2 separate regions of the Astyanax mexicanus genome follow, and region 1 is linked to region 2. The links are chromatin contacts, called in public Hi-C maps. All regions are on one chromosome and are shown on one strand. Each heading gives the region's core, a stretch centred on a gene start, on an enhancer-like site or on the middle of the called end of the contact. The rest is flanking DNA. Distances are from core to core; before and after follow the strand shown. Region 1 overlaps pkn2a (protein kinase N2a). Region 2 overlaps znf644a (zinc finger protein 644a).

Region 1 (5,552 bases), core at 1,542-4,041, 38 kb before region 2:
ATCTTTCTCTTAGATAAAGTTAATAATATATCTTTATTAAAGAAAAAACTTCTCATTCTCAGGGACTGAAAAAGTCTTATTTTTCATGTTTAACTGTTATAGTAGGATAGAGTTCAGTTTGTTAGGGCTCTAATTGTTCTATTATTTTGTACATGACTGTTCCTGTATTTTTTTATGTTGCACATTGCTGTTTTAATAGTGCACACTGCTGCTACCAAAAAAAGCCACTAGACGGCATTACAAATATATCTTAATTAAATTATTTAAATTTGACCATTAGTGCCTAATGTGGTGTATTACAGAACACTTGCATCACTTATATCAAGACCACATTTTGAAATAAGATATTGTAAATTTGATTAATCAAACCAATGACTGACCATAGACTGATCTAAAACTGGCATAGGCCTCTCTGCTGTAAAAACAAAATCGAAAAGAAAATCAAGAATCGAATCGAATCGTAACCCTAAATAAAATCGGAAATAAAATTGAATCGAGGATTTTGAGAATCGTGACACCGCTAGTACAGTTGGTTGAAAAATAAAGAGGCTGGGCATTCTGTATAGCCTTACCTTTATTCACTTTTAATAACAATAAATCTTTATTATAACCTTGTTTAGTTTTTTGGGATGGAATGTTGTAACAGGGCTCAAACTCTTTTATTATTAAATATAAATCTTGTTGGAACAAACAAACAATGAGCATGACTGTGGTGCTTCATTAAAAACTATAATAAATCTTGATTTTCTTAATTCTATGCTGCTTTAACTCCAGATTGTGTTCACATTAAAAAAATGAATCAGTTTAATTATTGATAGAATAACTGCTGTTTAGTGGTTTTGATGTTCTGAGTGTTTCTCTATGTCCACAGTCTCCGTTTCCTGGTGATGATGAAGAGGAGGTGTTTGACAGCATCGTGAATGACGAGGTCCGCTACCCGAGGTTCCTCTCCACAGAGGCCATCTCCGTAATGAGGAGGGTGAGTGCTGTCAGTGCTGTACAGCTGTTCTCATTAATATATACTGTACACTAGCTCCGGGTTTATCTGTGGACTAGTCTTAATCCTGGTCTGTACCCGCAGCTCCTGAGGAGGAACCCTGAGAGGCGTTTGGGAGGAGGAGAGCGAGATGCTGAGGAGGTGAAGAAGCATCTGTTCTTCCGGGTGAGTTCACTATTAAAGATCTTCCTCTTTACCATAAAATAGTTAGTTCTAGTTCCCTTAGTTCAGTGGAATTAACCAATATGTCATTAATCAGACCCACTGGGTGACTAATGTTTGCTTCTTTAGGTTTTTGTAGATCTTTATTATATCAAAATTCATAAATATAAAAAAGCTTGTTGTAAACAAAGTGGAAAACATTTTATGAAAACTTTTATTCTGTGATTTGTCAGATAGAGTGAATGATTAAGATAAATACATTCCCTTTTATTGATCTTGATTCATTTTGAATGGTTTGTGCATTTACTTGCAATTCACTATTTTACCACATGGTGCCGCTAATTTCTGCTCCCTCCACAGCTCATAAATTGCTTAAATATATGCGCGTTTCTTTATTTATTTTCTTTATTAATCACAGTTTCTCTGTGAGATGTTAAGCACCATTTATAAATAATGTTGCTGGTATGGCTGCTAATCCACATTTTAAAATGTTATTAGACTTATTGACTGTCAGGAAATCTTTTTGTAGTTATGTTGCACAGCTGAAAATACTAAACTTCTTCCACCATTTAACTAATTTGACTAAATGTATTTGTTCTTGCTTTTCAAAGAAGAGATGCTAATAAACCTACACATTAAATGTATTTATTTAACAGTAGGAGTGGGAGACCCAGATGCACAACTGTGCAAGAAGATAAATATCTTATAGTGTGAATTTTGAGACAAAGACACCTCACAGGTTGTCAGCTAACAGCTTAACTTAATGCACTAAATGGCCCATTCTTTACATAACAGTAACCCTGATGTGGTAGTGTTTAATAATATAAAATCAGAATACCATTAGTGTGTTTTATATTAAAATAGAGGTGAAGGAGTGTCTGTGATGAGCTTGGTCCAAAACTAAAAAAGGTATCAGCAGCGGGACAGGGTCAGAATTTCTGCAGTGTTTGAAATAAAAACAAGAAAAAAAATCATCTATCACAATCTGGGGATTTTAGAGATGCACCGAAATGAAATCGAAAACGAATAAAATTGTACAATTTGACTTAATACCAAACACCAAACCAGTATATCAAAGGTTTTTATTCATATTGCCACTTTTTTACCATTAAATCAAAAATGTCTGGGACCTGTATCTAATATTAAGTTTTTTAACTTAAGTTTAGATACAGTTTAAGTTTAGCTTAGTTTTTTTTTTAAGTTTTTAACTCCAATTTTTTTTTCTTCCACCATTTGATACTTTTTTAAACGTAATATATTTGTTCTTGCTTTTCAAAGAAAACACATTTACAAACATAAAAAATATTTCTTTAACAGTAGAAGTGGGAGGCCCTGATGCACAACTGTGCATGAAGATAAATATCTATTCAACTGAATATTTGAAGTTTGAGACAAAGACAATAATATACTGTATTAACAGCGTTTGTCTGTCACTGGTTGTTGTTGTTCTCCAGAATATGGACTGGACTGGGTTACTGGGTAAGAAGGTGAAGCCTCCGTTCGTGCCGGTGATCCAGAGCCCTAGTGATGTCAGTAACTTTGATGAAGAGTTCACGTCTGAAGCTCCGGTGCTGACTCCGCCCAGAGACCAGCGTCCGCTGAGCCGAGAGGAGCAGGAGATGTTCACGGACTTCGACTACATCGCAGACTGGTGTTAGCTCCCCCCCCCGTTAAACTGTGAACACGCCCTCCTGCCACTCAGTGCCAGCTAAGGGACAAGCCTACCGCCCACAGGGCTGAAACCAGGTTACCATGACTGTGTTTTATATTCAGAATAGAGGGAAGGAGTGTTACCCAGCAGCAGCAGGGCAGGGTCAGAACCCCTGCAGTTTTATAAACGAAAACAGGAAAAAACAATAATCTGTTACAATCAGTTTTAGGGATGCACCAAATTAAAACCAAAACTGAACTAAAATATATAATGTGGCTTAATACAAAACACCAAATTAATTTATTAAAGGTTTTCAATCATTTTGCCACTTTTTTTACAATTAAATAAAAAATAAGGCATTGTTTCTTATTTTTGTTACATATTCTGCCAAACTCTTAAAAGGTTTTTTTAATTTTTTTTTTTTTTTTTCATTTTGAAAATTAAAAATTACATTATTTGATAAAATCTAAACAAATTCCAAACAAAATGAAATACTTAACTTTTTGCACCATTGGAAAAATACATAAAAATAAATTTCAAAGAAAAACACTTACAAACCTACATATTCAAAGTATTTACTTAACACTAAACTTTTGATTGCATAATCAAACTTTTTTAACTGAACACCTAAAGTGCTTTTTGTCATTTTCTAGTACATTTTGCACTAAATGATTTTTTTTGTTAAAATCTAAAACCAAACAAAATTACATACTGCCACTTTTTACCACTGCAAAAAAATGTAGATATATATTTGTTGCTTTTAATAGAAACACATTTCTATGTTTATACATTTATTTTGTCACTTTTTTTAATATTTCATAAATTTATTAGCCTAAATGTAATTTTTCTTGCTTTCCAAAGAAAATTAACTTACAAACCTACATATTAAAAGTGTTTATTGAACACTACACTTATTTTTATCATCCTGTCTGACGGCAAATTGATTGCATCATCAAAAGCATCATTTTTCTGTATTAATTATTAAGTCTTTTCACGTATCTTACTGAACACTTAAATTGCTTTTTGTCATTTTCAACCGAATAATTGAAGTACATTTTGCAACAAAATGATTTTTTTTGGGTGAAATCTAAAACTGAACAAAATGAAATATTGCTATTTTTTATCACTGCATCAAATGAATAGCGTGAATGTATTTTCTCTTTCTTTTAATAGAAAAGACGATTACAAAACATGATTGAACATTAAACTTGTTTTAACATCCAACCTAACTGCGCTTTGATCACGTAATCAAAGCATAATTATTTTGTATTAATTAATCATGTCTTTTACTTCGACCATACAAAAAAGTGTTTGTTTTTTTTTGTTTTGTTTTTTTGTTTGCTATTTTTCGGTTGCTAAATATTTGGTGCATCCCTAGTAAATTAACATCATGCCTCTCAAAATTGTATTTTAACTTCATCAGTCCACAGGACCCGTTTTAAAAATGCATCAGGCTTATTTAGATTCTTTGATAACACTAGAGCTTGTGGTGAGAACGCAGTAAAGCTGATATTAGTGCAGGTAACAATGCTGCACAGTAGAACAGTGCACCACCTCTCTGGAGTCTGATTAATCCTCCTGAAGATCTTTTCTGATCAGCTTTTCTAGCAATAAAGTAAAGGTCAAGTTCTTTTTTATACTACAGACATCAACACTGACACTCAAAGGCCAAATACTGAACACAGATTTTCACAGGTCATTTTCATTGCAGCGGAATAGTTTCGGTTGCCAGATATTCTGTGTATTCCTACTCAAAATATTGCCTTAGTGAACAGAACCATCTCACTGTGCTGTTCTTCTGCGTTGATACTGAAGGGATTCTACTTCTACTAGTTTAGATTAATTTCTCTTTTTCTCTGATTGTGTTTTTTTTTTTAATTCAGACGTCTGGAATTTCTCTCCCCGAACTCTGAAACTGTGTAACACTAATAGTGATTTGGGTCACTTTTACCTGAATGTAGCCTATATTTTACTTCATATGTGACACAGATGGGTTGTTTAATTGGCAGTGGCAGCGTTGGGTCCCAAATATGGCACAATGGAAAACATCACAGCTTAAAAAACTGTAGAATATTTTCTTTTTAATGGAAAATCTCCAAGACTAGTCTTAATGTCTTCCCTGTCTGGGGGGGGGGAAGTGGGAATCTGTCTCTTTGTGCTTCTGGTCATGATTAAAAACAGAAGCAGAGAAGCTACTCGGATTCAGAAACTATAATGAATTTTTATAAATGTATTTTTATAATGTAGCAGCAGCATGTTACACAGCACTCTGTACTGTCCCTTATCATGTAAAGAAATTTTCAGTGTAAAAAGTACTTTTCTGTGTGTCTGAGAGGGAAAACAGCTGTGACCACATGTTACCTGATGTTACCCCAGATCAGCTGAAGCTGTAGGTGAATTGTAGTGTTTTGTTACTGATGATACAGACGTTTGGAGATGTTTGGAGACGTTTGGAGATGTTTGGAGACGTTTGGAGATGTTTGGAGACATTTGGAGATGTTTGAAGGCCTGAAGATTCTCTAAACTCAGAACCCAGCGTATGATCTTGCATTATTATGGTCTCTTTTGCAGAGAGAGGAAGCAGAACATACAGTTTGATCACCCAGAAAGAAAGCAAGCATGAGCTGCACTGATCAGCCATAACATTAGCACCACCTGACAAATACTGACGATGTTCTGTGGTAACGGGAACACAGAGATTATCATTACAGCAGATCCTTAAAGTTTGGTAAGTTGTGAGGT
Region 2 (6,214 bases), core at 1,141-3,640:
CATGCCCACCCATTAAATCTTAATAAAGTTGCGCTGGGGATGGATACTTCAACAGGACAACGACCCTAACCACTGCACTTCATGCAGAGGAACAAGTACAACGTTCTGGAATGATCATCTCAGATCATCTCAGTCCCCAGACCTGAATATTATTATAAATCTGTGGTGTGATTTAAAGCAGCTGTTCATGATCAGAAACCTGAATCAAACCTGACTGAACTGGAGATGATTTGTAAAGAAGAATGATCCGAAATATCTTCAACCAGAAGCAAAAACAGACTCTCATTGGAAGCTGAAGGGAGTATTTAGTGGCTGTTATTTCTGCAAATGGAGGAGCTACTTAGTATTGATGTAATTTTTCTGTTGGGGTGCCCAAATTAGTTTTAAGAATTACTGCACACTTTCTATAAATCCTATAAACTTCATTTTACGTTAATCTGCTATATGATATATTTAACTGAAATTGCTGATCTGAACAACCAATGATTTATAAAGGAAAATCATGAAAATTTGGTTGGGGGTGTTGTATTATGATTGACTGACTGACATATTGTGATGTGAAACATCATCCACACCTATAGCACAGTTAAACCTGAGAGAGTGCTGCAGAGGGTGAAATTACCACAATATTTAAAAAAACCCTTTTATATTATATAAAAAAACACCATAATATTTGAGAAGTAAAATGAAGTTTATAGGATTTATAGAAAGTGTGCAATAATTCTTAAAACTAATTTGGGCACCCCAACAGAAAAATTACATCAATACTAAGTAGCTCCTCCATTTGCAGAAATAACAGCCTCTAAACTCTTCCTACAGCTTCCAATGAGAGTCTGTTTTTGCTTCTGGTTGAAGATATTTCGGATCATTCTTCTTTACTAATCATCTCCAGTTCAGTCTAGACATGTCAAAAACAGTCTTAGGCTTTTTTAAACCAGATTTGAGTAACAAAGGCTACGTTCAGACTGTGTGCAAATTGGATTTTAAGTGATCAAATCAGATTTACACGTCCAGACATCACAACTGTATCTGCATGGTGTGGTATGGGGTTCATCTTCAGTAACTAACCATGGGACCGCTGCACTTCAGTTATTGAGATTTCACTTTCTCATTGTTTGTATAAACAAGTGTTTTTTTTTTTAATCTACACACATTTACTGTAAAAATCAACTGATGAATTGCACTTTTAAATGTTCCAAACCTGGCCTGTGTGCCCCTTGTGGCTGAACATTTGGACACACTGTATATGACTGCATGGAATATAATCAAATTTTTTGGAATCCTAAACTGGGCACTATTTTAGAGCACTGATCATAATATTGTTAATAAACACATTTAACAGAGTATTACATTTACAGCTTAATATTGAATATTCCAAAAGGTTAAAGACATCCAAAAAAAACAACAGAACGTTTTTATTCTGCACAACCAAAAATCTTTCAAGATTTACATTTTGACATAAATTATTTAAAAATGTTTATAACAAAAATAACAGTAAAAATAACTGCAAATATAAGTAACAGTTAATGGTTCTTTTTTCCAGCACAAATAACAGAACTTTACATTTCAGACTTTTGTGTATGATATCAAAATGAGGTGACGGGATGACCCAAAAGTGACCCAAATAAACAAGATAAAAACAAATAAACCCTGTCAGGTGTAATAATGAAATGAAGTCATGACACACATACTAAATAAATCAGTTTAAGTCTCTCAATAATGATAGACCAGTTTGTTTAACATAAATCGTATGTAACGAAACAAAAAAAAAATCATAAAGTAAATATATCTACTTTTTTTTCCTATACATTTGCACCATACATAATCACTGAGTGAGTGTGAGAATAAAAGGTTTAACTGGGTTGAAAAGTAAGTAAAAACAAATAAAAGCTTAAAAACAACTGTAATAAAATGAATACAGTATTATTTCAGGTTTTGTTGAGCCTATTCGCAGTTCCATAAAATCCTAAAACCCATCTTGAGAAGGTGTGTGAAGTGTCTGAGGTAAACAGTTGTCTTTTGGTGTTGGTCTCGGTTGGAAAAAAAATAAAATAAAACCAAAACAAACAAACAAACAAACAAAAAAAAATCACCCACCATGAGCACTATTATTTATGCGTCATATAAAATACCAGGACAATGTAACAATATAAAAAGACAGCTGTGTGTTAAGGGCTGAACGTCGCTGTGCGTTGAGAGAGAAAGTGAAAATTTCAAATTCCTTGGTATTCAAAATCATACAAACTGGCGGGGGAAGTAAAATCATTTACAATTACATTACATTTTATGGACAGTGGGAAATCCGCTATGCGTGCTGGGCTCAGGAGGACGGCTTGGCCTGCGATTCTGTGTCCGAGCTGGGCTCTTTAGGGAAGCAGGTAACCTCCACCATGCCCGCGCCTGTGCGTGGTACAGCAGTGTTCATTATATGTCTCTGTAAATGCTTCACCCAGTCCTCCTGTACGGACAGCGGGCCCTGGAAGACTAGATCACAAAACCTGCAGAAGAGAGGAGAGAGGGGAAATAACCACTGTAAATAATCATAATAATGTTTATTACCACCATACATAACCACTGTATTTATCCAGTGAGTATATACACAATGTTAGTTCACTGTGTTATATATCATGTCTAAAATCAGTGCAGTGTTTTTTTTTGTTTTTTTTTTTAGAAAATTTTACAGCATGCTTCCCTCTGCCGACAACTTTTATGGAGATGCGGATTTCATTTTCCAGCAGGACTTGGCACAACGCTCACACTGACAAAAGTACCAATTGTCTCAAATGTTATATAATAATCTAATTTTCTGAGACACAGTTTTTTGGGTTTTCTTTGGCTGTAAGCCATAATCATCAACAATAAAAGACATAAATGCTTAAAATAGATCACTCTGTGTGTAATACATTAATATAATATATGAGTTTCACATTTTAAACTAATTTACTGAAATAAAGAAAATTTTAAATTATTTTATTATTATTATTATTATTTTTTTTACAAGCACCTGCACCAATTACCTTATGTGTCCAAATGGTTACAGTTTGGTTTCGTCAGTCCACAGAACTGTATCCCAAAACTCTTTAATAAGCAGTCTTATCCAAACTTCCTCCTGGCATATTCTAGAAAGTTTTTGACGTCCCTTGTGGTCAGTAGTGGGTTCCGTCTTTTTTTCCTTCCTTTTTAATTCATTGTCACTGAAGCACTTATTCCAGCGTTAATCATGTAGGTGTCTTTCATTTACATAGGAGTTAGCTCTCCTTAGCTCTCCTGAGTAAGTTGCTAAGGCCCTTAATGAAATGTTGGGTTATCCTCCACAGCCAGGCATGTTTGCAGCAGTTCTATTAGTTTTAAAGTTACTTATAAAACACCCCTGATGGTGTCTCTTGACACTGTATTTTTTTGGAGATCCTCTTACACCCCAGAAACTTTAGGTGTAATAAAATAATTCCTTCTCACAGTTTTTGAGGAAGCTTCATTGTTTTTCTCATGATTGCAATTTAATACCTTCATAGATATGGTTTATATGGGCATCACTGTTAAAGCAAATGAAGGATCATTATATGCCTATTTTAACAAAAGGTACTGTTACACAAGAAAACTATTTTACCAAACTATTCACAGTAAATCACACACATACCTGCAGGTGAGTCTGTAGATTTCTTCTGGAGTGTGGAACCCAAAGTTCTTCTTTCTTGACCTCTGCTTCCTCTGTTTACAGTCATGAGCTGGAAAATGATGAAAACCAAGTCAGAGATAAACTGGAGAAGTGTAAAATGCTGATACACCAAACTGATTCTACAACAAACATTTCCAGATCTGATTAGACATTTTTAATAGACTAAGAATCAGCTGTAAGAGAGCGCCCTCTAGTGTCTCCTGGGCACTATTTACAGCAACAATTTTCAGTTCTTAGCAGTTGCTATAAGTTTCCTCATCTCTCAAAACAAGCATTTATTTGTGACTAGTTACACTGTATGCATTTTAACAGAGGAGCATAAACTTATGCAGTATTTAAGGATGAACATTTTAAGGTTTAAAAAAGTTACATTTTAAAAAATGGTCTAAAAAAATATATAAAATAAAACTATATATATATATATATTGCAGTTATTTCTGTTAACAAATTACAGTTATTGTAACAGGCCCATCACTATTACCTAAACAAATCATTCCAAAAAGTCTCATTTTATAAGTTGTTGCCAAATAAATTGGTGGTTTTAACTAGTGTTAATTAACATCACATCTTAGCAAGGTTGTGGTGCTGCATTATTTATAGAAACACAAAGATAGAACCAGATTGCATCAGTGTCAGAAATCACATATTATATGCTATAATTAAGCTGTTATTTGAGCCTATAACTTTTTTTTTTTAAATTGTCAGTGTGGCTTATAATCTGGATACAATCTTATACATGGATTTAACAGTCAGGTTGTAAGTAGCAGTAGAGCCACTCTGCTGAAGTGCAGAGTTATACAGGAGTTGCAGTTTAGTTCTCCAGCACAGAGACTAGAGCAGCATTAGCATTACCTGCTAACCGTGGTAACAGCTAGCTCTTTTGCTGTTTTTTTTGGCCTTTTGCTGAGTATTTTTGGCCTTTAGCCTGCTGCTAACACTGGCTAGCGCTGCTAGAGCAGCATTAGCCGCTAACCGCGCTGAGTGCTAGCTCTTTTGCTATTCAGAGGTGAGTATTAATCGGCCTGCAGCCTGCTGCTAACAACGATTAGCACTGCTGGAGCAGAATTAGCAGTATTAGCATTAGCTCATTCAGCGGTGAGACCTGCTGAATAAGAAGGAAAATATGGCAACACCCCTGTTCCTTACTAGTATCGCATCAGGCACCTTATATTCCGGTGTGCCTCATGTATAAAAAATAGACCAGAAAATAAACATTTGCCTTACAATCCGGTGCGCCTTATAGTGCGAAAAATACTTTATATATGGTAAGTGTTTGAGTGCTTTAGCTACTTTTATATAGTATTTGCGATTGGATTAGTCTACTTTTTCTAGCTTTAAGCTAATCTTAACTAATACTAAAGCTAACCCTAAAATGCTCAAAGGGATTGCATATTTATTTAGGTAAATAGCTGACTATGTTTTATAATCAGGCTGTTAAATGCAAGTTTCTGTTTGGTTATTTAGATACAACTGAAGGAAAAGGCCATTATTGGGAGACAACTATGACTGAAGTTATCTTACTTTAAAGTGGGTAATTAGCTAATTAGCAGATAACATCTGCATATACTAAGCGTACCTAGTGTAACACCTTGCAATTTACACTTTGGGCCAATAGTGTGATATTACTAGTGCTGTCAATGTTAAGGCGGTAATTTCTCCTTCACACATACACACACTCACACAGCTGATGCTCCTCTCCTAAAGCTCCGATATTCTAATATTAACAGCATCAAAACCTCCCTAAAATATCATAATAGTGTAATAAGAGCTCTGTCTGTTCACCAGGCATACAACACCACAGAATTGTTTTTGTCTCCCTCACAAAATACAGAGACGTTCCAAGCATTTAAGTGTTTTATTTAACATGATTTCATGATTTATGTTTTTTTATTAGAAGAGCTCACACCCCTTAAAATGTGAAATGTGAGATTAATTTTTGACAGACTGGTGCTCGGGAGAAATTACTTTGGGTGAAAGATTATTTGCATTTGAACAGAAATACTGTGCTACTTACTCGTTCCTTCAGTAAGCGTGTTTCTTTTTCTGCGTGTATACGCTCGCAGGTGATTGGACAGGCTAACTCCACTGTGGAATGATGTATTACAGTGAGCGCACACCTTTCTGCTGTGTTCACCTTTATCTGAAACTGAGATCATCAACAGTAGTTAGACCAACTAAAAATACACACAGTCTGAAGTTAAAGTGAGGGTATTTAACATTCCTTCATCCACATTGTTACTTGTGTACTAGAAATGTGTCATAGACGGCTAATATTACCCCACACAGCGGATAGGACCATTTTAATATGAATCTCATTACAGGAGTTGCCATTTAAAAAAATCAATATATTGTGATACTGGAAGCAAGTCAATATATTGCGACTTTTTACATTAAGAAATTGTCATAGTATAAAAAAACCCACATTTTATATTTAAACATTTTTATATTTCAATTCTAATGTCTGAATAACCTTAATAAATTAAAAGTTTGTTATTTTTATTGAAGGAATGTAGTTTCAGTATTAAATCAGTATAATAT

The links. A called contact is a pair of places that touch in the nucleus more often than the background predicts.
Region 1: a Hi-C map of blood shows a contact between it and region 2, with 5 times the contacts expected there. The contact joins two enhancer-like sites. A contact is called at or near these places in 2 of 3 Hi-C or Micro-C datasets (blood and muscle).

The regions. Positions count from the first base shown.
Region 1 is chr18:40,937,545-40,943,096 of AstMex3_surface, reverse strand. It overlaps pkn2a (protein kinase N2a), which reads left to right. Exons shown (of 22, transcript XM_022670309.2): 20 at 872-979; 21 at 1,082-1,162; 22 at 2,614-5,552. The coding sequence ends at 2,817. Among protein-coding and RNA genes, the nearest start is that of gtf2b, 16 kb to the right of the region's middle. Within about 2 kb of position 2,791, the one cell type or tissue checked has an H3K27ac peak away from gene starts, as active enhancers do.
Region 2 is chr18:40,898,312-40,904,525 of AstMex3_surface, reverse strand. znf644a (zinc finger protein 644a) reads right to left here. Exons shown (of 6, transcript XM_015604784.3): 4 at 5,691-5,822; 5 at 3,638-3,725; 6 at 1,383-2,498. The coding sequence ends at 2,321. Among protein-coding and RNA genes, the nearest start is that of znf644a, 14 kb to the right of the region's middle. Within about 2 kb of position 2,390, the one cell type or tissue checked has an H3K27ac peak away from gene starts, as active enhancers do.